Regions from separate parts of the Rattus norvegicus genome. Here region 1 is linked to region 2. A link is a contact called in public HiChIP or PLAC-seq data. All regions are on one chromosome and are shown on one strand. Each heading gives the region's core, a stretch centred on a gene start, on an enhancer-like site or on the middle of the called end of the contact. The rest is flanking DNA. Distances are from core to core; before and after follow the strand shown. Region 1 holds the start of Mto1 (mitochondrial tRNA translation optimization 1). Region 2 holds the start of Fbxo9 (f-box protein 9).

Evidence for each region. HiChIP or PLAC-seq counts read pairs in DNA pulled down with a chosen protein or histone mark.
Region 1: an H3K27ac HiChIP or PLAC-seq map of oligodendrocytes shows a contact between it and region 2, with 4 times the contacts expected there. The contact joins the promoter of Mto1 here to the promoter of Fbxo9 in region 2. A contact is called at or near these places in 1 of 12 Hi-C or Micro-C datasets (frontal cortex) and 1 of 1 datasets of contacts at active chromatin or transcription factors (oligodendrocytes).

What each region holds. Positions count from the first base shown.
Region 1 is chr8:88,188,598-88,193,571 of GRCr8, forward strand. It overlaps Mto1 (mitochondrial tRNA translation optimization 1), which reads left to right and starts at 1,673. Exons shown (of 12, transcript NM_001106841.1): 1 at 1,673-1,970; 2 at 2,990-3,189; 3 at 3,264-3,381. The coding sequence starts at 1,757.
Region 2 is chr8:87,862,307-87,867,323 of GRCr8, forward strand. It overlaps Fbxo9 (f-box protein 9), which reads right to left and starts at 1,634. Exons shown (of 13, transcript NM_001011998.1): 1 at 1,292-1,634. The coding sequence starts at 1,294.

The DNA of each region.
Region 1 (4,974 bases), core at 423-2,922, 330 kb after region 2:
ACATACCCCTGCTCAGTGCACTCTCTCTCTCTCTCTCTCTCTCTCTCTCTCTCTAACTCCTCTCTCTCACTCTCACTCTCACTCTCTCTCATCTAAATCAAAACAACTACTATGACAAACAAACCCATACTGGATACAGTGTGGAGGACATTTTTTTTTAAATTATATTTTGGGGGCTTACTTTTACTTTTTGTCTGAGACAAGATCTCTATACAGAACCCTGACTGTCCAGGAACTCACTATGACCTGACCTAAATTCATGCTGACCTCGAACTCAGAGCACTGCCTGAGTTGTGCACCGTCATGCCCAGCTAAACAAATATATTGTTAAGGGGACTGACCAGATGGTTGGCAGGTAAAAGGATCTGCTGTCATATCTGGTGACGTGAGTTCAATTCCCAGAACCCACAGGATGAAGAGAACTGACTCCCTCAAGTTCAAACTCATACGCACATGCAAATGAATGCATGCAATTAAAAATTTTAAGTATATATAGGTAAGTGGAGAGGAATAAAGTGAAAGATTATAATCACATAAGCTATATGCAAAATAATAGCACTCCTGTGCTGTGTGATTCTCCTCCTGTAGAAATGTGAACACATGAGGGCACCAAGAACAAGCCAAAGAAAATGCTTCCACTTGAGTCGAATTTAGTGAAACAGTGGGTATATTGGAGGTATTTACAGGAATGTGGGTAACTCAAAGACAGCTGCATCACAGAAAAGCCTAGGCCACTATGGATGAAACTCACAAAAGTTGTATCCCTGGAGCTCCCTGAAGGACTTGCACATCCAATGGTCCTGGAGTCTTCCTCCTAGCCATGATCCCTGCTTGTATAGCCTGGGGTAGGGGTGGGCCTACAGCTTCCTTGGACTGAAGCTGTAAACTAGGTTCATTTCTGGAGGTTTATGAGACTCGCTCCTCTAGGAAGCAATATTTCAATTCAGAGGAAACTGTACGTGCATATAAAAATAGTTACTAGCGTAAGAGGTTGGCATTCTTGTAAAGGAGCGATAGAGCACTTGGTGGGAGTTACAGGTTCTCTAATTCTCCATGTCTTGTGTATATATAATGTTTAAATTGTGTACAAATAGGAACTGGTGAGATGGCTCAGTGACCAAGAGCTACTGCTCTTTGCAGAGAAACTACATTTGGTTCTCAGCACCCACATAGTTCCAGAAAATCTGATGCCCTCTTCTGACCTTTGTAGGTAACAGGCTACCGCGCTGTAGCAGTCTTCAGACACACCAGAAGAGGGCATCGTATCTCATTACACACACACACCACGTGTACAGGCAAAACAATCATACACAAAAATGTCTAAAAAATGTTTAAGCTGTATATAAATAATGGGGTTTGATTTGAAGACACGATACTCATATATAGACCCAGATGTACTTCAACGTGAGGATTAGAACTTGGATTGCCTTAGTCGATGAACCTCTCAGCAGATTTTAAGGCGAACTGATCAAATTTATTGTTCATAGGAGGCAACCTGGCGATAAAGACTAGCCCACCTGAAAAGGCCAACCTCAACCTCCACGATAGAATCCCCAGCCAAAAATGAAGGTGTGCGTGAAAGAAAGCACATCGTGCCTGCGCGCAGCGCCCTGCGCCATAGCATCTTGTAGCTCCAAATCGCCAATCAAATGCGTCGCTGGACGCAGGCGCGTTACGCTCTGATGCAGCCAAGATGGCGGCGCCCAGTCGGCTTCCACTGGCCTAACTATTCTGTGCGTCTCCAGCTTCTCTCGGCATGTTCCTTCTCCGGGACTGTGGCCGCTGGGCCTCAGCGTCCCTCGGCAGACGGTTGCCTTTGCGTCGCCTCCGCAGCGACAGCGCGGCACCCTGCAGCCCGCACTTCGACGTGGTAGTTATCGGAGGAGGGCACGCGGGGACCGAGGCGGCCGCCGCCGCTGCTCGTTGTGGCTCGCGGACTCTGCTCCTCACACACCGGGTGGACACAATCGGTGAGGAGCCGGACGGCCTCAGCGGGCCTGAGGCGCAGGGGTGACGCGCGGCAGGGACTCTGCGTCCGGCCGAGCGCGGGCAAGGTTGCGATGGTCGAAGAGTGGTGGGTGCCGGGGTGAGAGAGCGGAGGACCGTAAAGCACGTCGCTGGGAAGAGCTTCCCCTTATTCTCACCTCAGAGAAAGCGTGAATTAACATTTTCACACCCGTATGATTAAGCGACCGACGTGGTGCGTTCACCGAGAGCTTGTCAAGCCCTTGAGAAACGCCGCTGCTTGTCGCGTTCTGTATTTCCATTTGGATGTTTTGTGCTGAGACCTGCAGGTCTTAGAGCCTATGCACCTCGTTTTCTTTATCCATTCATCACTTGATGAACATTGGGTTGATCACGTTTCTTGGCTCTGGCAAGTAGGGTTTCATTAAACATAGAACACTTGTCACTTCAAACAAATTTAAATTCTTTTAGATATATACACAGTAGTGCAAAACCTATGTTCCATCAACGCTGTAGGATATGTCTAAAAACATTTTAGGGGCCTACTAATGATTCTCATAAATTAGTTTAATGGAAACAATTCTGACCTGAAACGAAATGATTAGGGCAGTTATTATTGTTGTTTGCTTTTTGAGAGGGTGTCTGTCTGTCTGTCTCTCTCAGTTCTTGGCTGGTCTGGAATTTTCTGTGTAGACCAAGCTGGCTTGGAAGTCACAGTGATCCATCTGCCTCAGCCTCCTGAGTGCTGGGATTAAAGGTGTATGTACCCCATCATGAATGACTGACCAAAGTGATTGAGGAATTTGGTACATTATCAAGTATTCCTTGGCTTCAAGGAAGAAAAAGGTAACTTAAACTTTTAGAAGGTTGAGTCCATAGGAATGCAGAGAACAGGAATTTGAAGGTAGAGGAGTGTGTGTCTTTTGTTTTTGTAAGTGAGTCTGATTACCTTTACAAACACTCTTTATTAAATAATATTACAAGGTCCTTGTTAATTTACCACGATAGTGTCTGTTCTCTTTAGGTCAGATGTCCTGTAATCCTTCCTTTGGTGGCATCGGAAAGGGGCATTTGATGAGAGAAGTAGATGCCTTGGATGGCCTGTGTTCTCGTGTCTGTGACCAGTCTGGTATACATTACAAAGTATTAAACCGGCGTAAGGGCCCTGCTGTATGGGGACTGAGAGCGCAAATTGATCGGAAACTTTATAAACAGAACATGCAGGTGAGCACGGGTGAGACCAGGAGGGACTGTGGGCTTCTCCAGCGGCTCTGTCAACTGGCGTTCTCTCTTGACAGAAAGAAATCCTGAGTACACCCTTGCTCACTGTTCAGGAGGGAGCTGTGGAAGATCTAGTTCTTGCAGAGCCAGAGCCTGGATATGGGGGGAAGTCCAGGGTCAGAGGCGTTGTTTTGGGTATGTACTGGCTAATAATGCTAATACCAGCAAATCAAACTCTGTGAGAAACTTACTCTAGAGGAGAGTATGTAAGTGTTTTTGCTATTCCAGGAAAGTCTGGTTTTTGATGCCTGGATAAGAAAATTATGTAAATAATCTCTTATCTCTTCATTTTGACCATCATGAATCTCAGCCAAATTCTAGGTTCATTAATACTATTTTAGTGTAAGACTCCAGGGCCATTTGTGTCTTTTATCCAGCTTCTTCTGTCAAATTTGTTCCTATATTTGTTCATTTTCTCTGTGAAGTTCACGTGTGTGATTAGAGGGCAACTTTTGAGAGACCATTCCCTGTGCTCAGCATGTAGGTATGAGTGATGGAATTCAGGTCTGAGCCATCCCAACCATGCTCCCCAACCCAACACACACTTTAAATATATTTCTCTCCCATATGTCCTGGGCTGGCCTCGAACTCACAGTATAGCCAAGAATGACTTTCAGCTTCTGATTCACCTGCCTCTACCTCCTAAGTGCTGGGATTCTAGGCAGGTGCCATCGTGTCTAATTTATGTAGTGCTAGGGACTGAACCCAGGGCTTGTATGTTAGGCAAACCCTCTATCAACTAAGCTACATCACCCACCCCTACTTTCCTGTCTTATTTAAGGTTACTATTGCTGAGACGAAACACCATGACGAAAGGCAAGTTGGGGAGGAAAGGATTGATTTAGCTTAGTATCCTGAATCACAGTCCACTGAAGGAAGCCAAAACAGGAGTTTAAACTGAGCCAGAACCTAGAGGCAGGAGCTGATGCCGAGAGCACAGAGGAGTGCTGCTTACTGGCTGGCTCTGCTTGCTCTCTTACAGAACCCAGGACCACCAGCCCAGGCGTGGCCCCACCCACAATGGGCTGGGCCCTCCCACATTAATAGCTAATTTAAAAAATGTTCTACAGACTTGGCCACAGCCCAGTCTTATGGAGGCGGTTTCCAAATTGGGGTTCTGGCCTCTCAGAATACTCTCGCCAGTGTTAGGTTGTCATAACAATTAGGCAGCATTGTTCCTCAGCCTCAGTTTTTTTGCTTCTCTAATTTCTGAGTAATTTCTTCTCTTCCCTCTGTCACTTACCATTCTTCCATCTACTCTCTAGCATTCAGAAAGAAATTAAACTTTTTTTTTTTTTTTTTTTTTTTTTGAGTCAGGTCTTCTTGTGTAATCAAGGCTGGCCCCAAATTCACACAAATCCACCTGCTTCTAATTCCCAGCTGCTGGGATTAAAGGTGTGCACCACACGTGGCCCGTTTTATACATTTTTAAAATTCTTTTAGGTTTCGGACAATTTCAGAAGGGAGAAGGAATCATATCATGTTTAGCTGAAATTCTAAAATCAGTTAGTTTTTGAACGACTCACTAAGTGAGCAATTCCTGTGTGATTTTCCAAGTTGGTGATGATGCATCATGGTTCCCTTGCCACACTTCGTAGATTCTTGAGATTCATAACATGTTGCCATCTAGAGTGTTTCTGCGGATTTAGGTATGTACACATATGTGTAGTGATTAGAGGTCAGAATTAGGTGTCTTCCACACTTGTTTATTTTTCTGCTTATTTTTAC
Region 2 (5,017 bases), core at 384-2,883:
AGGCCATGGAGGGGTGCTGCTTACTGACTTGTTCCTGCATGGCTTCTTCTGCCAACTTTCTCATAGAACCCAGGACCACCTGCCAAGGGATGGCACCATCCACAAAGGGCTGGACCCTTCCCCATAAGTCACTAGGAAAATGTCCTACGGGCTTGCCTGACTTTTCAGAGGTACTTTCTCAATTGAGTTTCCTTCCTCTCAAATGACTCTAGCCTGTGCTGAGCTGACATAAAGCTATCTAGCACACACACTTTAAAACATTAATTTAAGAAGAGAGGGATTGATCCGTAAAGAGAATTAGTGATTTCTGGGTCATCTTTTCAGATGTGTCATTTGTGATTAAAAGTTTATCACGGATCACAGTTTATAGGTTTGGTAACACTGAAAATCTGGTACTGTATGAAAATCCACACCATGCCAGGCTCATAAGAGGCTCAAAAATAACTAGTTGAATACAGAATGCCTATCTCAGAACAGAATCCACTGTTAACCTCGATTTTGACAGTAAGAACTGGGATTTTACTACATTTGATCGATTTCAATCCCACTTGAAATAAGCAGGAATTTAGTTAATCTTTCGTATAGTTTAGTGGGCTAGTTTCTTCACAGATGAGATTAACTGAACATAATGGTTAAGGACATAATCCTGGTCAGAGGACTACTTTTGAAAGTTTAGAAGAATAATCAAATTAGTGTGTTTTCTGTGCACCAGACTAGTTGCATAAAATATACCGTTTCAGTCAATTCACGTAAAAAAAAAAAAATAGCTACTTGAGTGTTCTCCCAGTCAGTCTGGTATCTTTCATTCTTAAATCATTCAGCCCTAGCGGGAGATTAGTTTCTTAAGTCATTGCAGAGACTATACATTCCATGCAACAGTCCCGTGAGACACGAGCTGTCACACATGGAGCTTAGCGCAGTCTCTCCGTCCGCACTGGCTTAGGCCCTATCACGAAACTAGGCAGGAGTCCCTTCAAACCCAGTTTGCCAGGACTGCCTGCCAACATCCTACCCGGGTCACTGACGCCTCGGGGGGCGTGCGTCCCAAACTCCTGAAATCATCCATGGGCCGGGCTGCCAGAACAGGAGCAATCAACAAGTGTCTCCGCTTGCCAGGGCCACCTCCCTCGTGCAGAAGCCAAGACAGCTCACCTGAGACACGACTCTCAGCTCGGGCAGTCTTGAGCGACCGAAGCGGGCCTTTCCTCCGCTGTCCGTCAAACCCTGTCCTCACCTGGGGCCATCTCCCGCTCCCATTGCCCGGCCCTCGCTGCCCTCCCTCCCCGGTTACCATGCTGGCGGGCGGCCGGCCCAGTCGAGGGGCTCCCCGCGCCCGGCTCCCGGAGGGGTGGCTGCTGCCCGGTGTCTACTCCTGCCCGTCTGCTGCAGCGCGGCTTAGCAGAGTTCTCGGTCGGAGAAGCGCACCAGGCAGCGGCAGTAACTGCGGGCCCGGCGTACGGCAGCCATCTTCGCGGGACAGGGGGCCGGAGGCAGGCGCGCTGCGGCGGCCTGGGACTCGAGCTGCGGAGGGGTCGCCGGTCGTCCGCGGAGGCCGAGCACGGAGGGAAGACCCGAGCGTCGGCCCAGCAGGAGACGTCTGGACGCAGCGGCGGAGCTGCCGGCTCTGCTGCGGAAACTGCGCCGCCGCGCCACGCATGCGCACTGCAGCCGCCTGCTTGGCTAGCAGCCACCGGTCGCGGGCTAGGGCGATGGGCCTACTGTGTGCGGCGGTCGGCGGTCGGCGTAACTAAGCTGACCTGCCTCACTCAACCCTCTTATTTGATGCTTAGAACACCCAGGCAGGAAGGAGCAGATGTTAGCTTAAAATGTTTGAACCTGAATTTGGAATAGAGCCCCTGAATCCATCCTAATTGGACACTAGGAAATAGTACTATAGGCGCTCTGGACATTGGGTGCCCTGTCAGAATGAGAAGAGAGAGCGAAAACTCAACAATCATTGCACCCCACAGTCTCTGGACGGAAGAAAACGTACGTTCATGTGTGCAGCCGGAGAGTGGTAACAGCCAACGCAAATCACGTCGAACTACATATCCCACAATACAACGGGGGAAGGACGTGCCTTTCCAAGGCCTGAAACCCGACTCCAGAAGGGGACGACTCTACAAGGCACTCTGGGATCTGTAGTCGACTGTTCCACGTTCGGCCGGAACTTAACACCCACCCACCCCCAACCCGGTGCCACTTCTTACAGTCCAAACATCCGATTCCACGTCAATAGAAGACACTTGGGTTGCACATTTTAGAACTTTTTCACCTGCAGGCATATGCTAGCAAAACTTACGGGCTTCCCAGCCTCTGACATTTAGACAACATTTATTGAGTTTCTGTTAAGTGTTAGAATGTAACAACCAGGAAGCTACATTCACCCGACTAAACAGAATTTACAATTTTATTGTGCTACTTTATTCTGGAGCTCAGAAATGAAGTACGTCTTCGGCAAAGACATGGAGGTAAAAGGGAAGGGGTACAACTTGATTACAGTAAGAAATTGCAAATCCTGTGTATGTTGTTTATTTAGTTTGTAACCCACCGAGTTCAGTTAATGCTGGAATATTACCTCAACTTTTGGGCTTGATTTTGTAGAAATAATCATAATTGCAATGGTTTGATGAATACACCTGTCGCGACATGCCCAGAAGACAGCCTCTCAGAGCACTCTTTCCCACCCTTGGGCTCTTACATTCTCTCCACCCCGACTTCTTTAATGTTCCCGGAGCTAGGGACTGGGACGTGGATATAGATGTCCCATTTAGGGCTGAGCACTCAGGAACCTGTCCTCCGCTGGTTTTGTAAATAATGGACTCCACCGCTAGTGGAGACTGTGTTGTCTCCTCCCTTATAGATGAATCTAGTGTGGATAGATCAGGAACTTGGCTATGGGATCACCCTAGGAATCAGTTTATGATAATGTAATTTTCCTTCCCAGAATTTAGGGTGGCATTCCCTAGAAGCCACCATGATGTGTTCAGGCAGACCCAGGTAAATATTTTCTAGCTAGAGCCCAAGAATACTTTTACACTCCCTAACTAATGCTTTGAGCTTCTTTGTTCTCTGAAGTTACCCTTCTGGTCCTGTTCCATGCCTGCTCCTTTGCCTCTATCTTCTTCCTGGCAGTTTCCGGTTTTCCCACTCTCCAGTCCTAGAGTTTTCCTAGTTCTTGAGATTCCATTTGTGTCCAAGTTTAAATTCTTTTATTAATGAGACTTAGAACCCCAGGAGGAGGCTTGTGTTTCTTCAGAATCGTATGATGGCTCTACATAGACTCCCCGAGATTTCTTATCTGCCTTTTAATTCCTCTCCTTAAAAGACTTACGTTTATTTCTGTGTGTGTACACCTGTGTAAGTGTATGTGCCACCGTGAGTGCGAGTGTACCCAAAACGGCCAGAAGGCATTGGATCACCTGCAACCGGAGTCACAGGTGATTGTGAGCCATTTCACATAGATTCTGGGAACCTTACCTGGAACCCCTGCAAGAGCACTTAAGTGTTCTTGACAGCCAAGCCATCTCTCCAGCTCCCTGTGTCTTAATTCTTTAATCAGCCAAGAATAAGAACCCGTTCCTCCGCCCCTAGACACCATCCTTTTGACCAGTTATGACTCTACATGAACTGCTGCCCACTGTAGAGGAAGCTTCTCTGATGAAGGTTGAAAACAGCACTAATCTCCCGTATAAACAGAGACTTAGAAAGCAGTTTAACAACATCCTTAATAAAACGGCAGTCATGGGCTTCCTACATGGGGCCTATATCATATTTCCTCTATAGATAGGGTCATGGACTTTGGACAAGGTTAGAGCAGGTCTCAGAGCCAATCAGAAAGCAGTTGATTTTCCCTATAACTTTCATGCCACTTGAGTTACATGCAGTTAAACCACCAATGCACATAAAACAAAAATGAGTCGTAAACATCAGTTTTCAGATGAAGAATGATTTTACACAGTTTTAGAACTAGTCAATTTCATTGAAAGGGTTGAATGGTTAAGGACAATAGGCTGGCCAGTAAACACACGTTTTTCTATTAGTCTAACAAGTTAATGAAGTAGTAAAACTTAATAAAATAAATATTTGTGAAGATAAGATCAGTACCTACTTTATTGAAACCCTGTTTGCTTCATAGTGACAAGCCTGTTTAATTAAAGCACAGCTACAATTCACTGCTGCTTACTTGCACTCTAGATGGACTCCATCATAACCAATAGCCTTCATCACTGTTGTTTATCGTCTCAACCTGTATTTACTGGGTCATAATTTCCCAAGGGTCGGAACTAGTAATCTAAGCTACTTAGTAACCCAGTGGACTTCTGCCAAAAGTAGACAAAGACAGTCCCTCTGTTTGCAAGGCAGACTGGCTTGAACTGTTAAGTTTGACTAAAACATAATCATTTTAGTTACTTTAAAAGCTGCCTTTTTACCAGCATTGAATGACTTTTTAGGCTCCTTATCTCGTGTTCACTAGTGATGATTTGTGACTCCCATTTGTCATGTGGGCTAGCTGTCATCTAGGAAAACAAGGAGATGGGTGAGGGCTGGCAGAAGCCTAAGGGAACTTGACTATCTTGTACGTTTCTTCAACAGTGGAGCAAACAGAGAGACGGTGAGATCAGAGCTTTGGTAGATTCAGGGGCCGAGGAAAACGGCCTTCAGTCCTCAGGATTCAGAAGCAAATAGAGGAAGGGAAAACAATAGAGTGAGGAGCTGGGAATCGCTTGATCACCTTGGTAAGGCCGGCTCTCCTGAGCTGTTGGCCGAGTGTCCCTGGCTCTTCTGCTTCCGCTGTGGGGGCTGTAGGTGTGTACCACTGACTTTGCCAAGCGTGATTGTGGAGAGTTAAACTCCAAAATACCCAGTATAAAGAGTTACTGATTTATTGGCCAAAATAGTGTAATGTAGGAAGGTGTGAGTCTCCAAACCAGCAGCATCTGCCCCAGGAACTCCTGGTGTGGGGCAGTTTGTTTTTGCTAACCTTCTAGGGTACCACCCTGTGGGACCACAGAGT